2 separate regions of the Mus musculus genome follow, and region 2 is linked to region 1. Evidence: chromatin contacts called from public promoter capture Hi-C data. All regions are on one chromosome and are shown on one strand. Each heading gives the region's core, a stretch centred on a gene start, on an enhancer-like site or on the middle of the called end of the contact. The rest is flanking DNA. Distances are from core to core; before and after follow the strand shown.

What was found. Promoter capture Hi-C pulls out the DNA fragments that hold promoters and counts their contacts.
Region 2: a contact with region 1 is called in a promoter capture Hi-C map of cranial neural crest. The contact joins the promoter of 2310010J17Rik here to the promoter of Prss23 in region 1. A contact is called at or near these places in 4 of 39 promoter capture datasets (cranial neural crest, embryonic stem cells, hippocampal neurons and 1 more) and 1 of 115 datasets of contacts at active chromatin or transcription factors (large pre-B cells).

Annotation. Positions count from the first base shown.
Region 1 is chr7:89,512,943-89,520,554 of GRCm38.p6, forward strand. Prss23 (protease, serine 23) reads right to left here and starts at 4,644. Exons shown (of 2, transcript NM_029614.4): 1 at 4,505-4,644.
Region 2 is chr7:90,126,441-90,134,052 of GRCm38.p6, forward strand. It overlaps 2310010J17Rik (RIKEN cDNA 2310010J17 gene), which reads right to left and starts at 3,496. Exons shown (of 3, transcript NR_046007.1): 1 at 3,432-3,496; 2 at 488-604. Picalm (phosphatidylinositol binding clathrin assembly protein) reads left to right here and starts at 3,773. Exons shown (of 20, transcript NM_001360867.1): 1 at 3,773-4,262. The coding sequence starts at 4,133.

The sequences.
Region 1 (7,612 bases), core at 3,394-5,893:
TGGTGATGCTAACAGAGTCCACCTTACAATGGAGAGTTAAGACATGTAGTGATGATAACACTTTGGGAGATGTGTAGAACGTGGTCTCAGCCTGACTATACCAGGACCCAGCTATACTGAGGACCCAGCTCTTGAGCTCATCTTTGGTGTGAACAGCCTTTGCTCTATAATAATTCCCACTTTGACTAGCCACTCCACTCACACCAGAATCCCTGTCAAATGGGATCTACTAAAGAAATCAGATGTCTCCCTTGAAGACTGCAACATAACCATCCTCTCTTTGCTTGACTAATGTGGAAAACATTAATTCTGTTATGCACAATGCATCAAGTTGTATTTCATCTTATCTTAAGGAGACACAGAATCCAGAGGCCTAAGCTGTCAAGTGTTCCTCTTTTTAAAATATGTGTGGGTGAGCATAGGATCTAAGAGAGGACCATGCTACACTTATCGTAAGACACATATAATACTTTTAGTAGACAAGAAAAACTGGAGTGCTAAGATATACTAATATCAGAACATGAAACGATGAATTCCAAATCTGAAACAAGTGCATAACTGGATAGAATCTGAGTTATCAACTGTACCAAACTTGTCCTACTGTCTATAGCTTTATTCATCTATTTAAAAATGAAACAGTTTGTGACAAGGGTGTCAGGAAAGCGAATGTCAGGAAAACTCTGAAACCACTGCAAACACATTTTTAAAAATCCAACTAGGAACTTCGCTTTAATGAACTAATCCTCTTCTCAGGCAAAATTAAACCCTCTTTCCAAATGCTTTGCCTATACAGCAAATCCCTATTTATTTAAAGAATACTTTCTAACGTTCCGAAGTACACCCCATTTCACAAGTGCCAACATGCCATCCCCCCTTAGTCCGTGTTTAAAAGAGAAGTAACGTCTTTAGAAACCAGTCCAGTGAGCGGTACTGCATGGACGGGTACCCAGCTTTCCTTGGATTGTGGGTACTGGGTAGTCAGTCAGCTTGGCTCTTGTCCTGATAGCCTCTCAGTATAGATGGTCAAATTTACTCCTTGGCAACATGGTAGATGACTACATGCCAAGAACTTCAGAGATCACTTACAAATGAAAGAATGCTTAAAGAGTCTACTAAATGATAGGCTATTAGCAATTCAGATTGCTCACAACTTAAGTTCTGATCACGTAGCCAAGAGTCAGGGAGAAGTTGGCCATCTATGGCAAAGACTGTTATCCACTTAAGGAAAAACACAGCTTTCTCTGTGTAAGATCAAATTTGGGGGTACTTTGGAAGCACTAGTTTCTCTTAGCTAGAAACAAGGCTTAGAAGTACGCAGTGGTGTTGAACTGCATTCATTGACATGATAAGACGATCTTCATTCTACATTTTCCTTAAGGTTTCTATGAGCCTCTGAAAGTTAAAACTTTAGTCCAAACATAGAAAGGGACATAGACTTCGAGAAATTAGTGCAGAACATTTTTCCAAATTGATTGGGAATATCTGCTGAGCAATTGAGACATAAAACTAAATGTGAAGTCCTCATGTAGACTTAAACTGGCACTTGGCTATTAAAGTTATAAGCATCCAAAGTAATTTGCTCTGTCATCCTATTTAAAGTGATTTATACATAGACATTCAGGGATGTAACATACACAATTTTAATCTCTCAGCTAGAAACATGATGCATGTGCTACCTAACTTTAAATCCTGTAGTATTTAAAAGTGGATCATCTTGTTCTTGTAGAGCTGTTTGGAAAGCCAACACCTTTTGAAAGGAATGAAGATTGCCAAACCTTATCTTTCTTATAGCTAAATCTGGATGAAAAAAAAATGTTAGTTCTGTCACATTCCATTTCTAGGAATGAACCTTTGCAGGATACAGGTTCCTCATGCACATAAACTATCTTCTAAGCTTTCCAACTAAATGTTTTTTATGAATTACTTCACCCAGTAGCAAAGCAAAATGGAGAAGCAAGGTAAACAGCGATTTTTCTCATCATACTTAGTAATAGAGAAACTGCATTTCTTTTCCAGCTTTGACTATCTGACTCACAAGAAGACTACACACTCCCTGCCCAGGTTGCAAATATTAGCCACTGTCTAGTTATCTAGTGCATCAAAATATTTACACTTTACAAACATACTTCATAAGCCCAATAATAGTTTTATGGTAGAGGGAATTTGCACATTATCAGATGTGCCAATGACAATAACCTTCCTAGGGACTGAGGACTAGGGACTAGGGACTGGAGTACTGAGAATAACTTTTGTGATTCTCTAGAGGACAGTCTTCAAAACTGCTAACAACTCAGTTCTCCTTATGGGGGACAATGTTTGAATGAATGATTTAACTCCTAGAAGCCAGCAATTGCTACAAGAGAACATCTAGTTTTTCAGACATCTATTGTCTATTCTACAAAGTACGGTTTCCTGTGACCACAATAAAATGTAAGAAAGTACATGAAGGTGGTGCTCATGCTAGACACCAGTTGGAAGAGCGACAAAGGGTCCTCCATGAAATCTGTAGCCAGGGACACTGAACAATGAGGCTTTGCTAATTCCCCAAGCAAATGCCTACAAATGAACAAAGCTCTGTGAATACACTGAAGCCAAGCTTGCTCTCATTTTCCAGAATCACATAACCCCTTAAGGCAAGACAGACCCAGTCACAGTATGGCTTAAGAATGATGGTCTTGTAAGGAAACGGGAGGGGACTTAAGAAGCCCAGCAAATCAAGTACAATCTCATGGTCACACAGAGCTTAACTTCTCTATCAGGTTTTAGGCAAAATGAGCCATCCTAGTAATCCCAAGACAGCCTAGCAGCAGAGCAATTACAGAGTGCTGTCAATGGTGAGACCATGAGAAACGAAATCCCTGGAGTTATTTGGAATTATGCATGAATAATGCCCGGTGCATTAACTCCTAAAACATCCATGGGAGGGATGCTCAGGAGAACCTGAGACTATTAGCACAGCAGACCTGGGCCAACAATGTTCTCAGACACACTAATGGGAACTTTGGCACTTAGGCCACAGGCAGAAAAATATACCTACATCCACTGTCTACCTGAATAGTCATCAGTGAGACAGAAATGAAATCCATATTAATTACCTTGGAAGACTGCTTCCTTCCAAGGTCAGAGAAAGCATGACAAGCTGCCTACTGCCTGTTTATAATAATGGAAAATACAAGTGAAGATTTATTCATATATTTATGGCACACTCAGAAAAAAAATGAATGTAGTGCCTTCAAAAGAATCCTCGGTCTCTTTATCCCGTCCCCAATCCAGTTCTAAGAGACTCTTTAAAAATGTTCACTGAATAACACAGGCTAGCCTCAAGTTCACTGGCCTTCCCCAGCCTTCGAAGTGTTAGGATTCACAGGCATGCACTACTGTACCTCACTCCTAGGAGACTCCTAGAAAGACAGGTAATAGTTCTTTTAAACACTTTCCCCCCCCGAAACAATGTCTAACAATATCCTGATACTAATTTGCAATAGGGATTTTGGAAAAACCTAACTTCAACTATAAATCAAACTCTTCTCACAGAGCCTGATAAGGCTATTTTGTATTGACCTATCTGTCCTTAAGGCATTCGCTAGGACCTCTCAAGTTCACTTACAAGACCTGGGAGTAGCAATTTCTATACTAACCGAGATCCTGAATCATCTGGAACTTTCCACAGGCTACGGGCTGTTTCTAAATTCTCGTGGATGTCACCCAATGGACAATAAAACAAACAGGATTTTAATCAGAGGCTTTTCTCAAGGGATGCTCTGAGGGAGGTGGGAGGGAGAATCGGCTCCATTTCAGGAGGGGGTGGTATTGCTCCATCTAAACACATCTTCCTCTCTTAAAAGTTCTAGGGGAGGGCAAATCTTTTCTTTCAGTTAGCAATTTGTGATAAATGGCTACATGCTGAAGAAATATTTGCTTCCAACAACTGTTGATAGCCCAGGCATAATTTTCTAGATTTAGCACTCAGAGCAAAGTCGGCACCCAGCACAGAGCCTGATCCCAACTTGTGTTTGCTGACTTTTTCTTGCTTGTTAAGGTGTGTTCATAGTCACGTGCCAGGTTAAAAATTAATGCTCAGAGCACGATGAAGTCAGATACAGTAGGCGCAAAACTCAAAGAAAGAAAATGGTAGAGGTTACAGTGTGTGTTCGTGGGGGAGAGCCTACCTTGACCTCTCCAGGGACACCTTGCCATACACAGCTCCACTTGACCCCTAGACAACACCTTGCATCCAAGACAGCGCTTTCAAAACCTTCTTTTCCCCATCCACTTTAAGAGAGACACTGAGTGAATCCAAACGCTGTACAGAGCCGGTGTCCGGGGAGGGAGGCTCTTTCAGGCTCTTGTCCTAAGCCCAGAGTCTGTGCGGAAGCCACGGCAAACTCCCCGGTGTTACCCGCAGCCACCCCACCCCGCGCGCACCCGACTCTTTGTCCGGCTCCGGCACACGCCTGGTCCTTCGGACCCAGCGGGAGACGCCGGGTCCCCGCATCGCACTCACCCGCGTGGAGCAGCCCGCCGGGGCCGCGGCCGTGCGCCGCTCAGACAGGTGTGGGCGCCCGGAGGACGCGCGCGGCTCCCATGCCTGCTCCGCAGAGTGGCCGAGTGCGAGCCTGAGGTCCAGCAGAGCCTGCAGCACCCGGTCCGCCCCCCATCCCCTCCCCTTCGCCTCCCGGGCCCTCCCGCCCCGCCCCCAGCCGCGAGCCGCGCAGCCCGCCGGCCGTCGCCTCCCCTTCCCCTAGCCGCCTGCCTCCAGCCAGCGTCACCCTGCTATTCAGAGGTCCAGAACCCTCGGGCCCCGCGCAGGTGGGTCTCCGCAGCGCGTCACCACCAGCGGGTCCCCGTACTCGATGCCCCTGCACCGTGTCCGATGAACGGCTCCTACCAGTGACTCTTGCACTCTCCCGCTCTAGACAACTTCACACCAAGTTCTAGGGGTCTACATTGCCCAGAGTCTGCTAAAGCAATGCTCCAGAGTGGGCGGTCCCTTCCAACCTTCCAGTCCTCCAGCACCCCGGGTGCGTGGAGCGCCGCTAGGCAAGTTTGCAAAGCAGAATTCAAACTTGTAAGCTCCTCACCCGTGCGCATTCTGTGCGCCTTGAATAGTGACGACCGAGCTCCTTTCCACCTTAGTTCCTCCTCTAGCGCTTCTAGAGTGTACCTCAGTTTGTAATCCAGAGGCAGGCTACCGAGGTTGCAGGCCCTGCAGTTCAGCTGCTAGCATACTGGGTCCCAGAGCACAGCAAGGGATCGCGGACTTGGCAGCTTCCCAGGGGTTGACTGGTGACGCCCCCGGCCTGGTCTTTACTGGGGCACCAGGGCACCAGCTGGTGGAGCCACCTCCTAGCTTATGGTGCCTGTTTCCCTAAATCACTGGAGAAGTCCACACCTGGGGGACTGAGTCAGCCTGGTGACCTCACTATTTAAATATCTAATGCTATATAGTCTTAGTAGTCTCTTAAGACTATCCACACATCCATTTCTGTGAACCAACCCTTCATGCAGGTCATGGAGATGAAAAGGGTGGAGCTGTGGATTTCCCCTCAGGACTGGAGGACTGGAGAGGCCTAATCTTGCTAGCAGTCAGACAGCTCCTGAACAGTAGGACAAAATTTTGCAGAGGTCGTTTTCTTCTCTCCTCCTCCTCCTCCTCCTCCTCCTCCTCCTCCTCCTCCTCCTCCTCTCCCTCCTCCTCCTCTCCCTCCTCCTCCTCCTCCTCCTCTCCCTCCTTCTCCTCCTTCTCCTCCTCCTCCTGCTCCTCCTCCTCCTCCTCTTCCTCCTCCTCCTCCTCCTCCTCCTCCTCCTCTTCCTCCTCCTTCTTTTTTCTCCTGTCAATCCCAGAGTAGCCTTCCTTTTTTCCTGTCAAAGCTTGCCCTCAGAAAGGGAGGGCCTGACATCCTATTCCACACCAGGATGTTAGTGACATGTCCAGTGAGCTAGTGTTTGCCTTGCCTTTAAATAGGAAAGCCCTGAACACATTGTTGAGTAGTGTTTCTCAAACATAAAGGAAACTAGTATTGTCCACCACGTTAAAGGCAAAACCTTCTTAGACCTCCCCTGTCTTAGCTTACATTTTCTTTTTAAACAATCCATTAATGTGAGTGTATACATAAAGCTAGGTGAAAACTTAAACGTTTGAACAACTCAAGAATAAAACTCAAACTGATCGAATACAAAGATTCTCTTCCGGAACAGTAAAATTTAGGGTTTCTCTCAGTCAGTTCTCCACAGTGCTTCCACTCCTGTGGTCTGTGCAAGGCCCTAAAACACTCTGTTCTCTCACTTCTTGTTCTTCCCAGCTCTCTTTCTTGTTAACATAACTGTGAAAGTGGTAATTTCCTAGGGCCAAAGCTTAGCACATAAAAACCAGATTAACTCTTGGTGATTTGAATGAGATGTTTCCCATAGTCTCTGGCATTTAAAATACTTGGTCCCCAGTTGGTGGTGGTGTTTAGGTAGGCTTGGGAGGTGTGGCCTCGACTCAGGAAGTGTGTCACTGGGGGTGGGCTTTGAGGTTTCAGAGGCTGGCACCATTCCCAGTTCACCTTCTCTGTTTTGTGCTTGGGATTTAAGGTCTGAGCTCTCAGCCTCCTGCTTGCCATGTCTTGCCTCCATGGACTCTGACCCTCTCACACTGTAAGCTGGAATAAACTCTTCTCTAAGTTGCCTTGGCCATGTGGTATTATCACAGCAATAGAAAAGTAGTACTGATGGTTATCTCAATGATCCAGAACATGCTTAGAGTGATTCTTTGAGATCACACAAGTAAAACAAATTAAATTACGGGTCTCCCAGGGTTTATAGCTCCCAATCGAGCTATATTTATGGACTTGGAACTCTTTATGACTACACCAACTAAAACCTAGTGCAGTTCAAGAGGTCACAGAAATGACAAAGGCACAAGAATTATTACCAAAGAAAAACCCAGATAAACCCTCCAGCTTCATCTGCTCTTAGTTAAGTAAATAACTGCTTGCTTTAGAGGCCACACGGCCATGTGATGTGTTGTTAGCTGCCTATCAGCGTTAATACCAGAGCTCCTTTGATATGTGGGCTAACTAAACTATTGGCTCCGTTACTTTACAGGAATGGCTAAAATGGCATGAAAGACTTGGTCCCTCTGTTTTGACATCATGTCTATCCTCAATCTTGACCTTGTAGGCTTCTCACCATTACATATAAACACATTGAGCATTGAGAACTATTTTGTCCAAGACTATATAGTACAGTGCCAGTGCTACTGTTTCTATGTCATAAGATCCCACAGTTCTGTGTGGTACCCTGCCAGGATCTGCTCCTGACTAGCATTGTGGCTTTTGTCCTAACCTTTCCCTGCCTCAGTAGCCCCTTCTATACAACCAGGGCTGCTGGGGTTGCGTTAAAGGTTGAATAGATAAATACGCAGAATGTGCTTGAGAATAGTTCTTTATGTGCAGGGAACAGGTAATAAACATGAGCTGTGGCTACTCCACTGTGCAAAGAGACGGTGTTTTGAAGCCTTTTCATATAGCAAGACCTCTGTCCATTTTTTTGACAGTTATTGCTTATTTTTCTTAACAGTTGTAGTTTTCAAAGTAGAGCCAGGAAGAACAAATATTACTTCCATCAA
Region 2 (7,612 bases), core at 2,246-4,745, 610 kb after region 1:
CACACAAACACACACACACACACACACACACACACATTTATATTTAGTGGGGACTAACATATGCTATTTACACAGTTTGGGGACTGTTCATTGTAAATCAAACTTGCCTTCAAGTTGGACTGAAATAGAGAACTGATAGTTTGTACAGAACTATTGAGTTCATCATTAGACCAGGATAGAGCATTTAAATTTGTGCCTGACCCACAGTAAATGTTCAATACATAGTTTTTGAAAGAATGGATTAATAAAATACTGAGTAAGGATGATGCCTCAGACAGATATTATAGGATAATTATACAATGGACACAATATATTAATAGAAACTCGGGAAGATTTTATCAAATGGAAGATTTGCAGTGATGGTCTATTTAAATAAGTTGTGTTTTCATTCATGCACCCAACTATCATTACGCTGTAAATTTGATGTAACGAGGATATGTATCAGTTGCTTTTTTTATCACTAAGACAAAATACCCGACTGAAGTACCTCATAAAAGGACTGTCGTTCCTGGTTTCAGCATGTCTCAGCCCATTCATCAGTAGTGGGGAGATACGTAGAGTGGCACTGTGTTCGTGGGAACATGTAGCAGAGCTCGTAACATGACTGATCAAACAGAAAGCACACAGCAGGACCAGAAGGAGTAGGTTAGGTTATAACCCTCAAAGGAATACCTCCTAGGGCCTACCTCCATCATACAGGCCCCATAACCTCCCAAAATAGTACTACCAATTCAGGACCAGGTATTTATTTATTTTAAAAAGTTTATAATTTAAAAATTATTTATAGGGACCCATGTGTCTGTGTGTGTGTGTGTGTGTGTATATATATATATATATATATATATATATATATATATATATATATATGCATTTGTCTTCAAAGGCCAGGAGAGAACACTACATCCCCTGGAGCTGGAATTTGAGATGGCTATGATTTAACCCAGTTCCTGGGAACTGAACTCAGGTTCGCAGCAAGAACAGCAAATGTTCTTAACACTGGGCCCTCTCTACAGCCCCAGGAATAGGCACATGATTCTGTAGGAGGCAGTCTAGATTGAAACCACAAGCCTCTCTTTTTTCCCTCCCCATGTTAGTGCAGTAAAGCAATTGAAGAAGTAAATACAGAATACAATCAGTAGCAAAAGGAGATTCATACCCATTAGGATGTACACCAAAATGGTATTTCTAAGTGTAGTAGGCAGCATACAGTAGGAAACTAGAAAGAGATGAGGTCCAGTAAGTAGTTAGGTCAGGGGTAGATCCTAAAGAGTCCTGTTTCCATGGCACAGAGACCTGAAGCTTCTAGGACAGTGACAGTGGAGCTTGCTTTACTTTTTGTTGCTATAGCAGAAGACTGCAGATTGGATAATTTTTGTTTGTTTTTTGAGACACGGTATCCTTACATAGCCCTGGCTCTCCTGAAACTATGTTCAGGCTGGCTTCAACCTCACAGAGACCCACCTGTCTCTGCCTTCTAAGCACTGGACTTAAAGGTGCATTATCACCACCATAACCACCACCATCACCCCCATCAACACTACCACCACCACCACCATCACCACCATCATCACCACCTCCATTACCACTACCCATTACCATCACCATCACAACTACCACCACAACCAGCACCAGCTCTGACTGGGTAACTTTTTTGTTTTTGTTTTTCAAGACAGGGTTTCTCTGTGTAGATCAGGCTGGCCTCAAATTCAGAGATCAGCCTTCCTCTGCCTCCCAAGTGTTATAATTAAAGGCAAGTGCTGCTGCCACCACAACCCACAGAACTGGTTAATTTTTAATAAGCATACATTGATCAATTCTGGAGGCTAGGAGGTCCCCGAAATCAAGAGCTTGGTTATTTTAGAGCACAAGGCAAAGAGAAAGAGAAAAGAGTAGGAACTTCAAATACTTTTATAGTTAGTATTAATCCGTGTATGATTTAAATGCTTCCCATTAGGCCACATCTTAACACTCTTGAGGATTAAAATTCAACATATTAATTGGTGGTATGGGGGTAGGGCATGGGTGGGCACATTGTGGAGACACAATCTTTAGAGAGTTACTAGACAATTTTAGTGCAAAAACAATCCCACTATAGGTTCAGAAAATATTAACTGGATAGTTGGTTAAACAATGATAAAGAAATTAGCTAAGAAATTAGTAGAATAGTTTGAGAATAAAAGAAATTATAATGGATTAAAACTTGCACACACATGTGGGTCACGTGAACATGCATACATGAGTACACACCACAGACAAAAACCAACCAAACAAAAATTCCCGGTCATTCCACTGCCTGATAAACACAGGGTACCAAATTACAAATGGAATGCAGATGCACCAAAGGGAGTTTTACAGTTTTGTGAATTCTCAAGCTGGTGTGACAAGAATGAAACCTGCAGCCTTAATAAGAATTGTGAGTTCTTGCCAAAATCACCGTGCTTCAGAATGGCGTGTGAGATAGAAAGGGAATGTGAAGAGACCACAGAATTCCTCATACCACACACAATTTTAAACATCTATTAGCTTTTCATCCGTTGAGAGTTAACAGATTTAAGCGCAATATTCTAGATTTGGTTGGCAGATGGTGTACACAGATTTTGAGTACGCTCGAATCTCATTTGAAACTAGCAAGATTACATAGAACCATGATGGTAACTTAACATTCACAGAGAATTTAAAATTTATCCCTAACTCTTGAGTTAAATGTGGAGCACTAGTAACATTTAAAAAGGCTTTGTTCATAGATCTTCTGGATTTCATAGATCTAAGTCTCGGGATGTAATACTGGTCTAAAATGCCTACAGGGCAGAGTCAATATCTTTCCATGGAAATCTGGCTCACACAAGAGGAGAAAAGAGGCCAAAGGGAAGAAAGGCTAAACCAGGGGAGATCGCAGGTACTGATGTCTGACTCTGAATGGGACTTCTCCTTTTACCGAGCTGTCTCACTTCCTTCTATGGTGTGGACCTTTAATCTCGCTGGTTGTCAGCCTTGTAGGGTCAAGTTAATCACTGTTGACATCACCCTACTACTTCCCTTTTCAAATTCCACTGAAGCTATGTGTTTCCTGTCGTATTTGACACCGCAGAGAATGAATACCGGGCTGGCTTCTATCTAAATTTAGACTGGCAGGAACGTGGCGACTCTTAGTAAGTCGAGATAAACAAAACTAGGTGACGTTTCCAACACTCTCAAAGAAGACGAGGGGGTGAAAAAAAAAAAAAAAGCCCCAAAGCCCTGTTACTAAAAGGGAGAGCGGGGTGCATTTGAAGAGGCCTGTGTGTAGGCTCAGAAAGAGACTGGCTGGAGCCGTTTTCTTTAAGGCAGGAGGAGGGCCGTGGGGTCGGCGCCAAATTGAGCGAGGCGAAGCCCCGGAGCCCAGGCACCTCCAGTTCGGGGTGAAAACTACGCACAGGCAGCAGCTGCCTCACCTCTTTGTCAAGCCCACGGCGTCAGCCTCTGACACGAGGGCGGGCGTCCTCGCCTCCGGGGTGAAAGAGGGGCGCAGCGGGCCGCCCCTCCCCCCCGCCCCCCTACGACACGCGGGGCCCTGCCTCGGGCGACCTGTTGGCAGGGCGCGTCACGTGACGCGGCGGGCCGCGCCGTCCCCCGCGGGCGGGCCTCCTGTTGCGCCCGCCGGGCGGGTTCCACCACGTAGCGCGCGGGCGCCGCCCCGCTCTTCCCTCGCCGGAGCGAGGGAGGGGGGCGCGCCGGAGAGGAAAGGGAAGGGAGAAGGGGCGGGAGGAAGCGAGCAGGGGGCGGAACCCGAGTCACGTGACCTAGGGGCAGCCCGGAAAGCTCCGAGGAGGAGCCTGGCGCCGCCATTTTCCTGCAGCTGCCTGGCCCTCTTACCCGGTCGGGCTCCAGCTGACCAGGGAAGGGGTGGGCCGAGGCTGAGGCGCGGGACCCGGGAGTGGCCCCGACTTGGTGTGGGAGCCCGCCGGGGGAACACGCGAGCCGGGGCTCTCGGAGCGGGTGGCGGCGCGCGGCCCTGAGCCCCGCCCCAGGCCGGCAGGCGGGCGGGGAGCCGGTGGGGGTAGGGGGTGCGGTGGGGGGTGGGGACCCTCGGGCGCTTGGGGGTCCCAGGCCCCGCCGGCTGCGGAGCGGAAGGGGTGGCGGACGAGCCGCAGAGATGTCTGGCCAGAGCCTGACGGACCGAATCACCGCGGCCCAGCACAGTGTCACTGGCTCCGCGGTATCTAAGACAGTATGCAAGGCCACGACCCACGAGATCATGGGCCCCAAGAAAAAGCACCTGGACTGTGAGTGAAGACCCCCCGCATCCTCTCCCGACCCCTCTCCATCGTCCTCCTCTCTCTCTTGGGCTGCCTCTTCCCTCCCTGCGTCTTATCTGCACGATGGCTCCTGTGCCTGGTCGAGCTGTGTGTTCTTTTCTGCTCCCATCACACCTGCCTTTAACGGCCTCTGCTCTTCTCTCAAAAGAGAGAAAAAAAATGTGACAATCCATTGCGCCCCCAGAGATCCCCTGAGACCCTCGCCTCCTAGCCCCCGGCACCACCAAGCCCATCGCGCTCCACCAACTTGCCTCCCACCCAGCTCCTCACTCAGACTCCTCTCCCAGCTACTGCAGCCCCTTTTGCCCTTCCATCCCACCCGTCCCGTACCTCCTAGCAGCCGTCCGCTCAGTGATTCCCCGGCTAATGTCTCCAGGACTCAGGCTCACCGCCCCATTGTTCCATTAGCTTTTTAAAATTCCCTTTCCTTTCTTTTTTTTTTTTTTTTTTTTTTTCGTATTTCCGTACTAACTCTGCTTGGTGGGACCAGATTTCTGTCACTTCTCAGCTCTTGAAGTGTTTTTCCCCTCCTCCCATTTCTTTGTGGTTTCCTTTTCTACCTTTCTATCTACCTTTTCGGTCATCTTTGCCATTCTAGCTTCCGTTAAGTTCCTTTGACTTCTTGTCACCTCCTTCTTTCAATACTATGCCCAGTTACTCGGCTTTTATTCCATTTACGCTTGTGGGGAGTAGAAACAAAGGGATTCAGTGTGGTGTGGGGAAGGCTTTGTGGGAAGTTACTATTTTTATTTGCCATCATTATATTGTCTGAGTTTTGAAGTTGTGTGTTGTGCATGTTCTACCCCCCCCCCCCTTTTGTAATCCATATGAGGATATGGATAAGGGCTTTGCTGGTTTTGGTATCAGTTCCTGGAACTGTTAACATTGGTGGTTTGAATTTAGAAGCTTGAGTGTGATGTGTAGCGGTTCGAAATGGATCAATATATTTAAGTACAAATAATCAGGTTTGGAAACGTTTTAATTTATGCTAGCTGTATTTTGGATAACTATCTTGCTTAAGCGGCATAATGTAACTCCAGCATAAACTTAGGTACAGTTAATAGAGCGGACTCCTCCCAGTTGCTTTCTAACCTAGGAGCCACCTGTAAAACCACCTCCTTTTTCTTGTTGCTCCTTTGCCCTAGGGTACAAAGCTCAGTGGATCACTCAGTCCTTGAGTCAGTGGAATGTTTCAGGAAAAAATAGGGATATAGCAAGGATAGTAAATTCTCTTTTTAAATGACTCCCGGACACATTAGCCAAACTGACTTTCATCATACATGAAAGTTGCTTTGCCCTGTGAAGCAAGAGCGAGCTTGTCCTGAAAGGGAATTCGCTGTAAGGAATCTTGTTTCTCACTTGGACTTTGGCTGTGAGGTTTGCACTTGAAGAAAAAAAAAATACGGCGGTGTGAATTCTAAGACCCACTGGTCATGAAGTGCTGTTAGAACAAGTTGTTGCCACAGACAAAACCCATTATTCGTTGCGATTTGTTCCCTGGCTGTGGACGTTTCATAGAAGCCATCCTTTGGTTGGCTGTGGTACTTAGACAGGCTGCTTTTTAACTGACCCGATGTAGGAAAGTGGAAGGGATATTTAAATGGTGACTCCACTATAAACATTCTGTAGGGGATTGTGAATAAATTATAAATGGGTTTTGAAAAATATATACTTGGAGAGATGCTTTTGTTTACATTCTTTTGAAAGACTACCCATGGGATTCTTTTTTCCATGGTTCCGATTCCAGACTTGTGTCAAATTTGTCTGTGTAGCCCAAGCTGGCCTTGAACTTGGGACAGAGACCATAGTTCTTCCTCAGCCCTCCACAATGCTGGGTTGGTTCTGTGGTACAAAACCCTACTCTACTGTTTTTGTGTCAGTGCTGTTTGTGGGTTTTCATTTGTTTTTGTTGGTGTGAAGGGGGCGGAAGATACTTGGTAATCTGTGAAATGTTCTTTAACTCAAAGTGGTAAATCGCAGCAGAAACAGCATTGAAATGTTCTTTATAAGGGCTTCTCCAGCTGCAGCAATGCTTATCGAGAAGTGTTGCTAGAATGGGGGAGAACGTAGAAGATAGGTTGTTGGTTCTTTTTTTTTTTTTCTTCCTTTTTTCCCTTTTTTAGGTTAGAAGCAAAGGTGGTTTTTATCTAGTTAGTGACCTTTGTCAATATTATAGATTGGAACTAGTTGGTATTTAAGGATAACCTAACTTTTTCTCTGCTGTCTACAAACTCCCATACTTGTAGAGCTTGAGTATACTTGGTAATGTTTTTTAATATATGTTTAATATGTTTTTTAATATTAAAAATAAGGTGCCTCTTGTCTTTTTCTTAATGAGGTTTTTAAACGAACAATGATACTATTTTTCTTCTATTGTAAGCTGTTTTTCTCTAATACTTTAGAAAAATCTCATTGATGAATGGGTTCCAACCCTCCCTTCACACTTCAGCATGTTTTGAAAAGTTACCTAGAGACAAGTTTTGGTGTTAATCTCAGGCTATATGTAATAGAGAAATGCATCATTTCAAGTAATTTTTGCTCCTTTGAATAATTTTTGGCTCTTTAAGAATTTTTCTTAGTTTTGAAAGTTAGTTTTCTTATGCCTTTTAATATCTTCAACTACTAACGTCTCCTTCTTTGAACTGAGTAAGAAACAATTTCATCTTTAAAATGGTAGCATTTAACAAAAATATGCCTAGTAATTTGTCTCTCTCATCAATCCTTTAGCATGTGGAAGTGGCTTTTGTGTACTTCTGACAAGATTTTTCCATATTAGGAAGTGATTATTGTCCATAAATTTTGAGTCAATTCATATTACATTTAATGCTTACTGAAGACTTTTTGCTTATAAGTATTAATGCGTAACAGTATTTTAATGTTCCTACTGTTAAACTTGACAGATTTTCATTTAAATTCAGGCTTCTAATGGCCATTTATAATCAAGATAGAAGAGCACAACCCTTAAAATTTCAGATACAGCTATCTTCCCACCCAGATCCATAGCTGTTCAGATCCTTTGTATAAAGTGTATAGTGTTAGCACACAATCTACACACCCTCCCATATATCTTAAAAGCATTTCCACATTACTTTATACCTGTATGATGTAAATGCTCTGTAAACAGTTGTAGTGTATTGTCCAGGGAACAATGACAATAAAATGAGTAATTGAGATGTTTTTGATCTGATGTTGTGGGACCCATGTAAACAGAGGGCCAACTGTACTACCTGTATTAAAAGAAGAGAGCTGACATTCATCCTTTGTAGCGAGCTGTTCTGTTTGTAGTTAACCAAATGAATTCTAAAACGCTTTTTAAA